Regions from separate parts of the Sus scrofa genome. Here region 2 is linked to region 1. The links are chromatin contacts, called in public HiChIP or PLAC-seq maps. All regions are on one chromosome and are shown on one strand. Each heading gives the region's core, a stretch centred on a gene start, on an enhancer-like site or on the middle of the called end of the contact. The rest is flanking DNA. Distances are from core to core; before and after follow the strand shown. Region 1 holds the start of SCAMP2 (secretory carrier membrane protein 2). Region 2 holds the start of CSK (c-src tyrosine kinase).

Region 1 (5,384 bases), core at 855-3,354:
TAAGACTTTCAATATAGGGCAGAATTCAGGCCAACTATCTTGCCCACCACTAGCACTGGGGACAAGCTCTCTCTACATATTTGGACAGCTGACTGCCTCTGTCAGATAGCAGCGGATATTTTATTTCTGATTCTGACAGGACCAAAGGAAAAAAAAAAGGCATATCATTACAACAGCACACAGCCAAAGGGCTATTAGATCCTTACTAAAACCCAAACTCCAGTATCATGCAGCAGTTTTATAATTAAAGCAAAACAGTTATCTGAAAACACTGACAGAAAAAAAAAAAAAAAAAAGAAAGAAAATGGAAGTTCCCATTGTGGCACAGTAGTAACAAACCCAACTACTATCCACGATGACACCGGTTTGATCCCTGGCCCTGCTCAGTGGGTTTAGGATCTGGCATTGTTTTGAGCTGTGGTGTAGGCCGGCAGACTCAGCTTAGATCTTGCGTTGCTGTGGCTGTGGTGTAGGCCGGCAGCTGCGGCTCCAATTCAACCCCTAGCCTGGGTACCGCTATATGCTGTGGGTATGACCCTAAAAAGACCAAAAAAAAGCAAATATTCTTTCTTTACTCAAATAGAGATGACTGCATTACATAAGAGATAAAGTCCTTCAAACAGTTCTGTCAAGAAGCGTTAAGTTATAAGAGGAATGTTAGGAATTCCCTGATGTTACAAAGAACAAGCTACCAAAACTTGCCTTGAGGGCTTCCATTGGCTAAGTCACCTTGAGACCAAGAAAGAGGCACAAAATGTCCATTATCTGACATTCATTCTAGTCTCCTTTGTGTTTGTTCTGACCCTTGAAGGTGGATTCAAGGTGGGAAAGCTCATGCTGTGAGGTGCAGCAAGGACCCCTCCAAGGACTCCCCCTACACCTGCAGGAAACTTGGAAGTTGCCAGTGACCAAAAAAAGTACAAGCAGGATGAGTTCATCTGCCTGGTGACATCCTGACAAAGCAGAAAGCTCAGGGCTCATAAATCACCCGTCAGCACAAGCAAGCTTCCCGAGAACTGGTTTTGGACAGACATGAAACGAGAGGCACGGGAGCTTTGGAGCTAACTGGAATCCCAACCCTTCATCATGAGTAAGAATACCCCTGTGCTCTTAGCTCAAAGGCAGAATGGTTTTTACTTTGAGTAGGAAGTTTGTTTTCTCCTTGATTATTTGTTCAAAGGGTCAAGGCAGCTCATAGGTCAGGGCATCTCAACTACCTCGCCATCACACATAGATCCATGAGACCAACATTCCTTGTGCTTCAAGATCACCAGAGGCTCCGCACTTCTCCTCCCTCTCTAACCCGGGCTCTCCCATCTAGCCAAAATCCAGTCAAAAACAGACCCACAGCGGAGGTGTGGAATTGTTATCAAGGCCGTATTTCAGTTTGGGTTACCAGACTTCCTTTCCTGATAAACCTCAGCGGCTCTCCTACACCTTATACAGTAGTTGGCTGTGTCTGTGTTGTGGAGGGGTGGTCTTGGGATTTTCTCCACTTTCACCCCAATTATAGGGTTCCACCACCTCATTAGGTTGCTGCCATCTAAAGTGACTCAAGGCTGGTGTCTCCCCAAGACTGTGGGATGTAGCCACACTACCCCCTCAGGTGAAATCGCTTCTCTCTCTGAAGCTGAGGATCTCCTTGATCATGTCCTTCCTCAGCAGTGTCCAGTTAGAGGGGCTACGTCTGGGGAGCTACATGGTCCCACCTCTTTCCAAAGTACAGCGCCCCGCCTCCTCTGCTATTCCACCTGCTGATAGTCCCGCCCCCCAGGAGCTATGATAAGCCAGCCCTCAGAGCCTGCTCTCCCATTGGGCAGATAGCCCGTCCCTCCTATGCCACGTCTCCCGACCCTGGCGAAAGAGGCCAGGGCGGTGCGGCCTTTGGCACTAGAGAGCGCTGTAAGATTAGGACTCTACCTGGAAAGGGTTTACGTCCACTGGGTCCGCGAAGGGGTTGGTGTCGAAGGCCGACATGGCGATCGGGGTCCAACGGGCTAGCTCCGCGAGCGTTTCTGCCTCTTGGCACCCAGACCCAGCGGTGCTCTTCTTGCAGACCCTCCACTTCCGGGAGCGAGGCAGCCGTTCTGGCGCAGGCGCAGCATCCTCCCAGAGGGGCGTGGTGGTGTGACGTAACAGAAATCCGCTCCGCCCTCCTGCCCAACCCAGTATGGAGCAGCTCGTGGGCGTTCCGCTTCCATCAGCTGCTTCCCTGTGCTGGTGCGTTTAGGGTCTGGGAGACCACAAGGGACTTGAGAGAGGCGGGGCTGGAGCGTTCCCAATTGCTTCTCGGTCAGTTAGCTTTCAGCATTGAGAACTCCCCAAAGTAAACTCAAGTAAACTTCCCAAAGTGGGCCTGGAAACTTAACCCCTTAACTTCCTTGGAGGGCAAGTTTAGGAAGCATGCACAGGTTAGGTCCGGAAACAGAAGTCTAAGCCTATGGCGAGAGTAGGGAATAGAATTCCTGACCCAGAGAATTTCGCCAGGCTAGGAAAGTGTTCTAGTGGTAGCAGCCGAGCAGAGAGGTTCTTTTAAGAACCGGCAGTGCTGCTGTTCCCGACACTAGCTGAGCCCTGACTCTTTCAGGCCTTGACCCCTAATGTCAAGTTTTATCTTATCGTTTCAGGGATGAGGATCCCTCAGCCCGGTCAGGTTTAAGGCCTGAGCAGGGATTAACCTGGGGATCAAGCATTTATCCAAGCAAGTGGGAGTTCAGCAATAGAACCATCAGCCATGGGAGAGATGGCTGATTCGCCCCCCACAAACTCACCTTATTTATTCCTGCCTTTTTACAGTTCTGCTGCCACTGAATCCAGCCAATCATCCTTTACTCTGGATGAGTACAGGGCTGCTAATTTGTCTATTGTTCGTGTTGTAACCAGAGATCCATTCGAAGGAGGCAAAATTAGTAGGGAACTTTCTGTTTAAAACTCTTCAATTATTTTCCATAGAGGCCCAAATTCTAGTTTGGCCTCCAGGTCTTAACAAGATCTGCCTCCACCTATCAACTCTTCTCATTCCTTCTTGTGCCTACCCTACCACCACAACATAGCCATGTGCATCCCAACTCTCCTAGTAGCTTTTCAGTGCTTCAGACTTCCCTTGTTCCTCCTGCCTCAGGGCCTTTGCACTGGACTTTTCCTTTTTCTGGTATGCTCTTAGCCCATGCTCTCATCATACCCCAGTTAACTCCTACTTATCCATCAAATCCAAGCTTATATGTCCCTTCCTCAGGAGTAGTCTCTCTTCACCAGAGATTAGATCAGCCCCACCCCCAATATAAACTCTTATATTACCCTGTGCTTTTCCTTTATAATACCTTGCACATTGTAAGTACACGCTTGTATAGATGATTTTTTATTTGTGTCTGTCTCTCCTGCTAGACTATAAGCTCCACAAGGGCACGAGTAGCCTCTGTTTTCCTCATTATTTCTGGCACTGACATAGTACTAAACACATGATAGACATTTAGCAAATATTTACTATTTCCCTCATCCACTTTTCTTAGGGTCCAGCTCACACTTCTTCAGGAAATGTCAAATGGGAGAATAGGAGGGACATATGTTTGTGTCCTATTAGAAGCTACCTACTCCTGGAGTTTCTGTTGTGGCTCAGTGTGTTAAGAATCTGACTAGAATCCATGAGGATGCAGGTTTGATCCATGGGTTAAAGAATCCAGCATTGCTGAGAACTACAGTGTAGGTTGCAGACGTGGCATGGACCTGGTGAGAGTGCGGCCCTTACTCCTTAACCCCCCAGGGCCATCCCTCGGAGGGCAATATAAGAAAAACCTCTTTTGGAATTCCCATGGTGGCGCAGTGGTTAACAAACCCGACTAGGAACCATGAGGTTGCAGGTTCAATCCCTGGCCTCACTCAGTGGGTTAAGGATCCGGCATTGCCATGAGCTGTGGAGTAGGTTGCAGACATGGCTCGGATCCTGTGTTGCTGTGGCTCTGGTGTAGGCCGGTGGCTACAGCTCCGATTAGACCCTTAGCCTGGGAACCTCCATATGCCATGGGTGCGACCCTACAAAAGACCAAAAAAAAAAAAAAAGAAAAACCTCTTGTGTTTCTCAGGTTAATTAAGGGCTCAGTCCCACAAGATTTCCCCCACTTCAGAGGCAAATTGCAAGTCCCAGGCTGTTCTCACCTGTACTTCTATAAATCAGGGTTCCCACGGCCCCCTCAGGTTCAATAATTTGCTAGAATGGCTTCCAGAACTCAGGTAAACACATTTACTGGCTTATTATATAATAAAAAGCATGATAAAGAGTACAAATGAATGGCCAGTTGAAGGGTGAGGTCCGGGTCCTGATCCCAGAGCTTTTGTCCTTGTAGAGCTGGGGTGTGCCACCTTTCTGGTAAGGGGATGTGTTCACCAGTCCAGAAGCTCTCTAAACCAGTAGTTCAGGGGAGTTCCTGCTGCAGCACAGTGGGTGAAGGATCTGGCGTTGCCACAGCTGTGGTGTAGATTGCAGCTGCAGCTCAGATTCATCTCCTGGCCCAAGAACTTCCATACGCCTCGGGTGTGGCTGAAATGAAGAAACAAAATAAACCATTAGGAGTTCCCTTCATGGCTCAGTGGTTAACAAATCCGACTAGGAACCATGAGGTTGCGGATTCGATCCCTGGCCTTGCTCAGTGGGTTAAGGATCCGGCATTGCCGTGAGCTGTGGTGTAGGTTGCAGACGCGGCTCAGATCAAGCGTTGCTGTGGGCTGTGGTGTAGGCCAGGGGCTACAGCTCCAATTCGACCCCTAGCCTGGGAACCTCCATATGCCTCAGGAGTGGCCCAAGAAAATGGCAAAAAAAAAAAAAAAATTAGTTCAGGGATTTTTATGGAGGCTTCATCATGTAGACATGATTAACTATTAACTCAACCTCTCCCCTCTTCCCTCCCCATAGCATGAGCGGTGTGGCTGAATATTCCAAGCTTCTAATCATGGCTTAGTCTTTCCGCCCCCATACTGAAGCTATCCAGGAGCCCACCAATTAAGACAAAAGATGCTCAGATCACCCAGGAAATTCCAAGAGACTTAGGAGCTCTGTGTCAGGAACCAAGTCAAAGACCAAGTATTAGAACAAAGGATGCCTGGAGTTCCCATTATGGCTCAGGGTGTTAAGAACCTGACTAATATCCATGAAGATGCGGTTTTGATCCCCAGCCTTACTCAGTGGGTTTAGGATCCCACATTGCTGAGAGCTGTGTCAGGTCGAAGAGGCACCTTGGATCTGGTGTTGCTGTGGCTATGGTATAGCCTGGCAGCTGCAGCTCCAATTTGACCCTTAACCCAGGAACTTCCATATGCCACAGGTGCAGCCCTAAAAAGAAAAAAGATGGCCCTACAACTCTTGCTGCTTAGGAAATTACAAAGGTTTTAGG
Region 2 (5,539 bases), core at 2,487-4,986, 82 kb before region 1:
CTAGAGTCCCTGAGAGGGAAGGAACTTTGGTGCCTCAGGCTTTGGAAGTCCTCTGACCAAACCATAGCCCTGGAATGGGACTCTAGGAAAGTTCCTTGTCTTTTTTTTTTTTTTTTTTAGGGCCACACCCAAGGCACTTGGAGTTTCCCAGGCAGGGTCCAATTGGAGCTCTAGCTGCCAGCCTATGCCACAGCCACAGCAACGCGGGATCCAAGCTACGTCTGCGACCTACACCACAGCTCACAGCAACGCCGGATCCTTAGCCCGCTGAGCGAGGCCAGGGATCAAACACACATCCTCATGGATCCTAGTCGCTTTCTTTAACCACTGAGACATGAAGGGAACTCCCTAGGGAAGTTCTTTAGGTTCGAGCCTCAGTGGCCTTGTCTGTAAAACATGGCTCCAGACACCCACTTGGCATCATCCTATGGAACAGGCATCTTAAACTCAGCTCATCCAAAAGCCACCTCCTGCTTGTTACCCCCAGCCTGCCCCTCTCCCATGTCCTCCCTACCTCAGCAAAGAGCACCAGCACTTCCCCAGGTGTTTCCCTGGTCCCTGAGAATCAGGCCCGCTTTCTTCTGGGGCCTCCCTCCTCCCAAACAACCCCTCGCTGAGCGTTGCGTGGCTCTCCTTTGTCCACCAGGGCCCATGCCCATCATCACTGGACAGGTTATGCAAAGCGTCCCCACTGGTCTTTGCTCAGTGGTGTCACTCCCCGGCTTAACATCCTTCAACATCTCCCCATTGCTCCTATGATAACAATCCAAACTTTTCTTTTTTTCTTTTTTGTCTTTTCTAGGGCCGCTCCTGCGGCCTATGGAGATTCCCAGGCTAGGGGTCTAATTGGAGCTGTAGCCACTGGCCTATGCCAGAGCCACAGCAACTCGGGATCCAAGCCGCATCTGCAACCTACACCACAGCTCACGGCAACGCCGGATCCTTAACCCACTGAGCGAGGCCAGGGATCGAACCCTCAACCTCATGGTTCCTAGTCGGATTCGCTAACCACTTAGCCACGACAGGAACTCCAACAATCCAAACTTTTCTGATAAAACTCCTGGTCCACAACACCCGAGCAGCTTGGGCCAGCTTCCTCTCATGCTGCGCTCCCCTGCTCCTCTGATCCTGTCACCTCCGTCTTTCCAGCTGTCCTGTAAACTGTGGGCTCTCTGGGCCCGTCTCCTGCAGTGCTCTCTCCTCCATCAGACTTTCATGGCCCTCATCCCACACTGTCTAATTGCCCTGCTTACCTATTTACCCCACTGGACAAGAACCAGGGTAGTTTTCATCTCCCGCATCCAGAATAGTGCAGAGCATTTTGCAGGCGCTCAGTATTTGCGGGAATGAAGGAATGAGTGGTGATAAGGTTGGAAGTTAATTGGCTCCTCCACTAGAGGAGAGCTCTGTGGGGCAAGGCCCTTTATTGATTTCTCCTGTGCCTGGGGTTCAGGACGTTAACAAGTTTATTTCACTCTGCTGTGAAGAGGTGGAGCCAGGATGCAAATACAAGTCTGTTTGACTCCAAAGTTCATACTCAGACCGCAGCAAACTCAGGGGAAAAAGTCAAATGTGCTTGAGGGTAACGAAAGATGGGCTGGTGACAAAACTGGAACAGGGATTAGAGCATTTTCCCCAAATCCCCACAGCCCTTTCTCATTTTGCCAGCTGATTCAGTCAAGGGAGGGGAGATGTCAACTTCGCACTTCCAGAAGTCTTTGCAAAGCCACTGAAGGCCTTCCCTTCAGCCTGAGAGGTGGCCCCATCCGGTCCCAATTTATCATTCCATCTTGACCTCAGAGGAAAGAAAGGGAAACCAGCCAAGCTGAGCGCCCTCCCCACCTCCCTCACCCCTAGGCCGTTATCTTGCTAGATCTGCACCATCTCTTGTGAAAGAGGTGCCTTTTTGAGCTTGATCTTACAGAGGAGGAAACTGAGCTCAGAGACGTTAAGTAACTAGCCCAAGGTCACACAGCTGGGAAGCGGCCCCACTGAGATTTAACTTTATGATTTGAACTCCAAATTCATACTTTTCCCCATCACACCACAGCCATCTCTGAGACTTAGTGGATGTCTCCTAAGGGCAGGGGTGGGACTACTGCTTCACTCCTTGAAGGGCTGGCTCCGTACTGGAAAGCTGGCCCAGGGGTGCACTGGGTCGGAGGGCCATTCTGTGGTCTGTCTCGGGAGGCAAACCCAACTCCTCTCTGTGCAATGTACAGCCACACTGCACATTCAGCTCACTCTCCCACAGGGCCCTTTACTGTCCCTCTCAGTCCCTAGCCCCTCACTTATTTTGAATTTCAAGACTTTGCAAGTACACCTCATTTCCCCCACCACAGTATGCCCCTCCCCTCTGCCCACCCAAACCAGACTCTTCCTTCAGGGCCCAGTCCCTAGGATAGTGCCCCCCCACCCCCACCTACACTGGAGTCTCTGGTCTTTCCACCATCACTGCCCTGCCCCCAAAACTGTATGCTCCCCCCCCCCCCCACATGCACATCAGCTCCTGTAGCTCAGAGCAGATGACATCCTGTTAACTGTAATATATAATAACAGGCAATACTTGGCTAAGGACTGACCATGTGCCTGCCACTGCATGCTAAGCTCTTTAAATGTATTAACTCATTTCCTCCCCACAAAACCTTAAGAAGTTGGTGCTGTTACTTTCCCTGTTTGGTAAACTAGAGCCCAGAGAGGTTAAGTAACTTTCCCAAGGTCACATAGCTACTGACAACTTCCTCATTGCTGCCAGGCTTTTCGAAAACAAAGTCCAAGAAAAGTCCCATCAGTCTTTTTGGATCTCTTTTGTCTCCGCGGCTGTCGGGGACGCCATCTCCCAGGACTCTCCTGGACCCACACTGCAAACTGCAGCCATACTGAGCTATTTACAGTTCCCAGAGCCACCAAATGGCTCTCACCTCTCCCTACCTTTGTCCATGCTGTTCCTTCTGCCTGGGGTCCCAGCTTTATGAAGATTGCCCATTACCCTTCCCTCTTTTCTGCTTCTTGTGGACCTGTACACACTTCTTCACTTTTATCAATTATTTCTTAGCGCTTGTCTGCTGGCCTGCCAGTTCTGGGAACTCCTTGGCAGTAATGAAGCGGTCTTCATTACAGGGCCTGTCGCAACATCAGCGCCAGGAAACACCTATGAATGAATGAATGCTGCTGCGAGCGAGACCCATTCTCCACAAAAAGATACGAGAAGAAGGAGGTCGCTTCTGCATAGGGAGAGCTGTTCCCCAGGGAAGTTTTGGCGTTTGCTCCAAGGCGGACTGTTCGGCCCTCAGTGAGGGACCTTCTGAAGCCTTCGACGCGGGCGGGCAGGTGGGGGCAGGGCTTGGGCGCGGACACACCCCCCGCAGTGCCCCGGGATCCCGACAGAGGGCGCTGTCCTCCCGCCAGCCCACGCCCCGCCGTGCTCCCGGCTGGCTCCCTCGCGCAGGCGCGCTGCCGCGGGCGGAGGATCCGGGGCCGCGCTTCCTCTCGCCAGGCCTGCGAGCTTCCTCCCAGCGGAGCCCAGGGCGAGCCGAGCTTGGCCGCCGCCGCTGAGACCGCCGCCGCCCTCTCGCTCCCGCCCCACCCCGCACCCTGTCCGGAGGTCCTGCCGGGGTGGGGTCCGAGCTGGGCCATCGCCCGGCAGCGCCGCCGTCGGGGCTATCCCCCGGCCAGCCGTCCCTCCCGCTCCAGGCAGCCTCTGGCCGCAGGAGTCTCCGGGGCGTGGAACGTGGAGAGACCCTGCGGCCCCCGAGCCAGCGTCCGGGGCAGCCCGGGGCAGCCGGCGCGACGTCCCCAGATCGAGCCTTGGTGTCGGCGTTTGGAAGCGGAACTCTGCCGGGGCCTCACCGGCTACATTGTTTCCTCCCCCTGAGTCCCTCCCGCCCCCCTTCCCCCGCCTTTCTTCCCTCCCCGACCCGGGCCGCGCAGCCATCCCCCTGCCTCTGTCTGGCCGTCCTTCCTCCCCCTCCTTTCGCACCCAGACCTCTTTGTACCGCACCCCCCGGGGACCCCTGCGCCCCTCCCTTCTCGGCTGGCCGCATGGACCGTCCCGCAGGCCGCTGATGCTGCCCGCAGCGAGGTGGCCCGGACCGCAGTGCCCCGAAAAAGGTGAGTGTCTGGCAGGCCCTGAAGGAGGTGGGCGTCCGAGTGCTTCCCAAGGGGAAGACGGGTGGAGGTTGTACGTCCCGCTTCTGTTGCTTCTGTTGCAGCTGCCGTGGCGTCCACACCCATCCCCCACTCCCTTACCCCCTCCTTCCCGGGTTCGAAATCTCCCGGGAGTCACTGTCAGCCCGTCTGGGAGGGGGGCTCACGAGGGAGGTACTGCCCTCCCAGCCCCTCAGACTTGTCTCAGGCCACCCGGAGTCTGTCCTTTCCCCGTATTGGGGCTGGCTGGAGCGGAGGGGAAGGGGTCAGCGTGGACCAGAGCCCAGGAGAATGGGCTGTTTGCCATTCCCTGCCCAGGGCCTCCCTGCAGGCCTGCAGGTTTTTTGGCCTGCCTGGTTCTGACCCCTCCTTCATTCCCTCTGCGGAGGCCCAGGGTCCAGCCGCCTCCCTTGAGCCTGCCAGAGGTTGAGCTTATCATCTTCGGACTTTTAGAAGACCAGGCCTAAGCCCAGGGACATCTGACCCTTGGGTGGGAAACTAGGCAGGGCCTCTGGCCTCGGTGGAGGTGACACTGGGCATTAGGAGGTGGGTCCCCACCTCCTAGCGTCCTGGTCAGCCCTTTCTGTTCTCCCAGGCTCGTTGGAGGCCAGGCCAGTTGTCAGGAAGGGGTGTGTCCAGCTACCAGATCCTTGGAGCTTAACTAAGGGTTCACCTCCCCTCCCATTTTGTAGGCTGGGGGGCTGAGGCTCAAAGGGGGAAGTTGCTATCCCAGGCCTTTGGCAGAGTTAGGCTGTCTGTCCCTCCGTCATCCATCCCCTCCCACCACCACCCCACAACACCTGGACTGCTATGGGTACAGGGAAACCAGGCATAAGCCTTTACCCACTGGGGCCATAAGCCCCCAGCCTGGCCCATGGGACCTTGTGGGGTGAGCACGTGCTCCCCTGCAGAGGGCTAGAGAGGAGGGAGAGGGCTTCCGGTGACGGTTCTGCCTGGGTCTGGGCTCAGACCGAATCAGCACTGCCCATGGGATTTCCCTCTGGTGCTTGAGGCTGGGTCTTACTGACGGGAAGTGGCATGCGGGGGCACCCGTGGGGTGTAGCCCTGGTGCTGAGCTGAAACAGCCTGATCGTCATTCCTGACCCTTTGGCCCAGCTGGTATAGGAGCATGAATGGATCTGGATGCAGAATGTGAGAGCCCTGTGTCCACAGGGAGCAAGCCTCGTATAGCCTTGGCATAGGAGCATTGTCAGAGCGAGCACACCCAGGGGGTCTCTTCCAAGCTCCCCACACCCTGATGGTCCCAATGTCTTTCTCGGTGGGGCCCCGCAGGAACAGGGTGAAGGCAGCAGGAAGAAGATTGGGACTGTGGCAGCATCCTCTGGCTCCTGGAAGTGTGGGAGGTTCCCTGGAGGATACTGAGCCATATCTG

The links. HiChIP or PLAC-seq counts read pairs in DNA pulled down with a chosen protein or histone mark.
Region 2: a contact with region 1 is called in an H3K27ac HiChIP or PLAC-seq map of alveolar macrophages. The contact joins the promoter of CSK here to the promoter of SCAMP2 in region 1. A contact is called at or near these places in 1 of 5 promoter capture datasets (liver), 9 of 47 Hi-C or Micro-C datasets (embryonic fibroblasts, fetal liver, liver and 3 more) and 2 of 2 datasets of contacts at active chromatin or transcription factors (alveolar macrophages and skeletal muscle).

Annotation. Positions count from the first base shown.
Region 1 is chr7:58,669,358-58,674,741 of Sscrofa11.1, reverse strand. SCAMP2 (secretory carrier membrane protein 2) reads right to left here and starts at 2,104. Exons shown (of 9, transcript NM_001243492.1): 1 at 1,921-2,104. The coding sequence starts at 1,977.
Region 2 is chr7:58,753,231-58,758,769 of Sscrofa11.1, reverse strand. CSK (c-src tyrosine kinase) reads left to right here and starts at 3,736. Exons shown (of 13, transcript NM_001190173.1): 1 at 3,736-4,110. It overlaps LOC106504440 (a long non-coding RNA gene), which reads right to left and starts at 1,372. Exons shown (of 5, transcript XR_002345822.1): 1 at 1,254-1,372.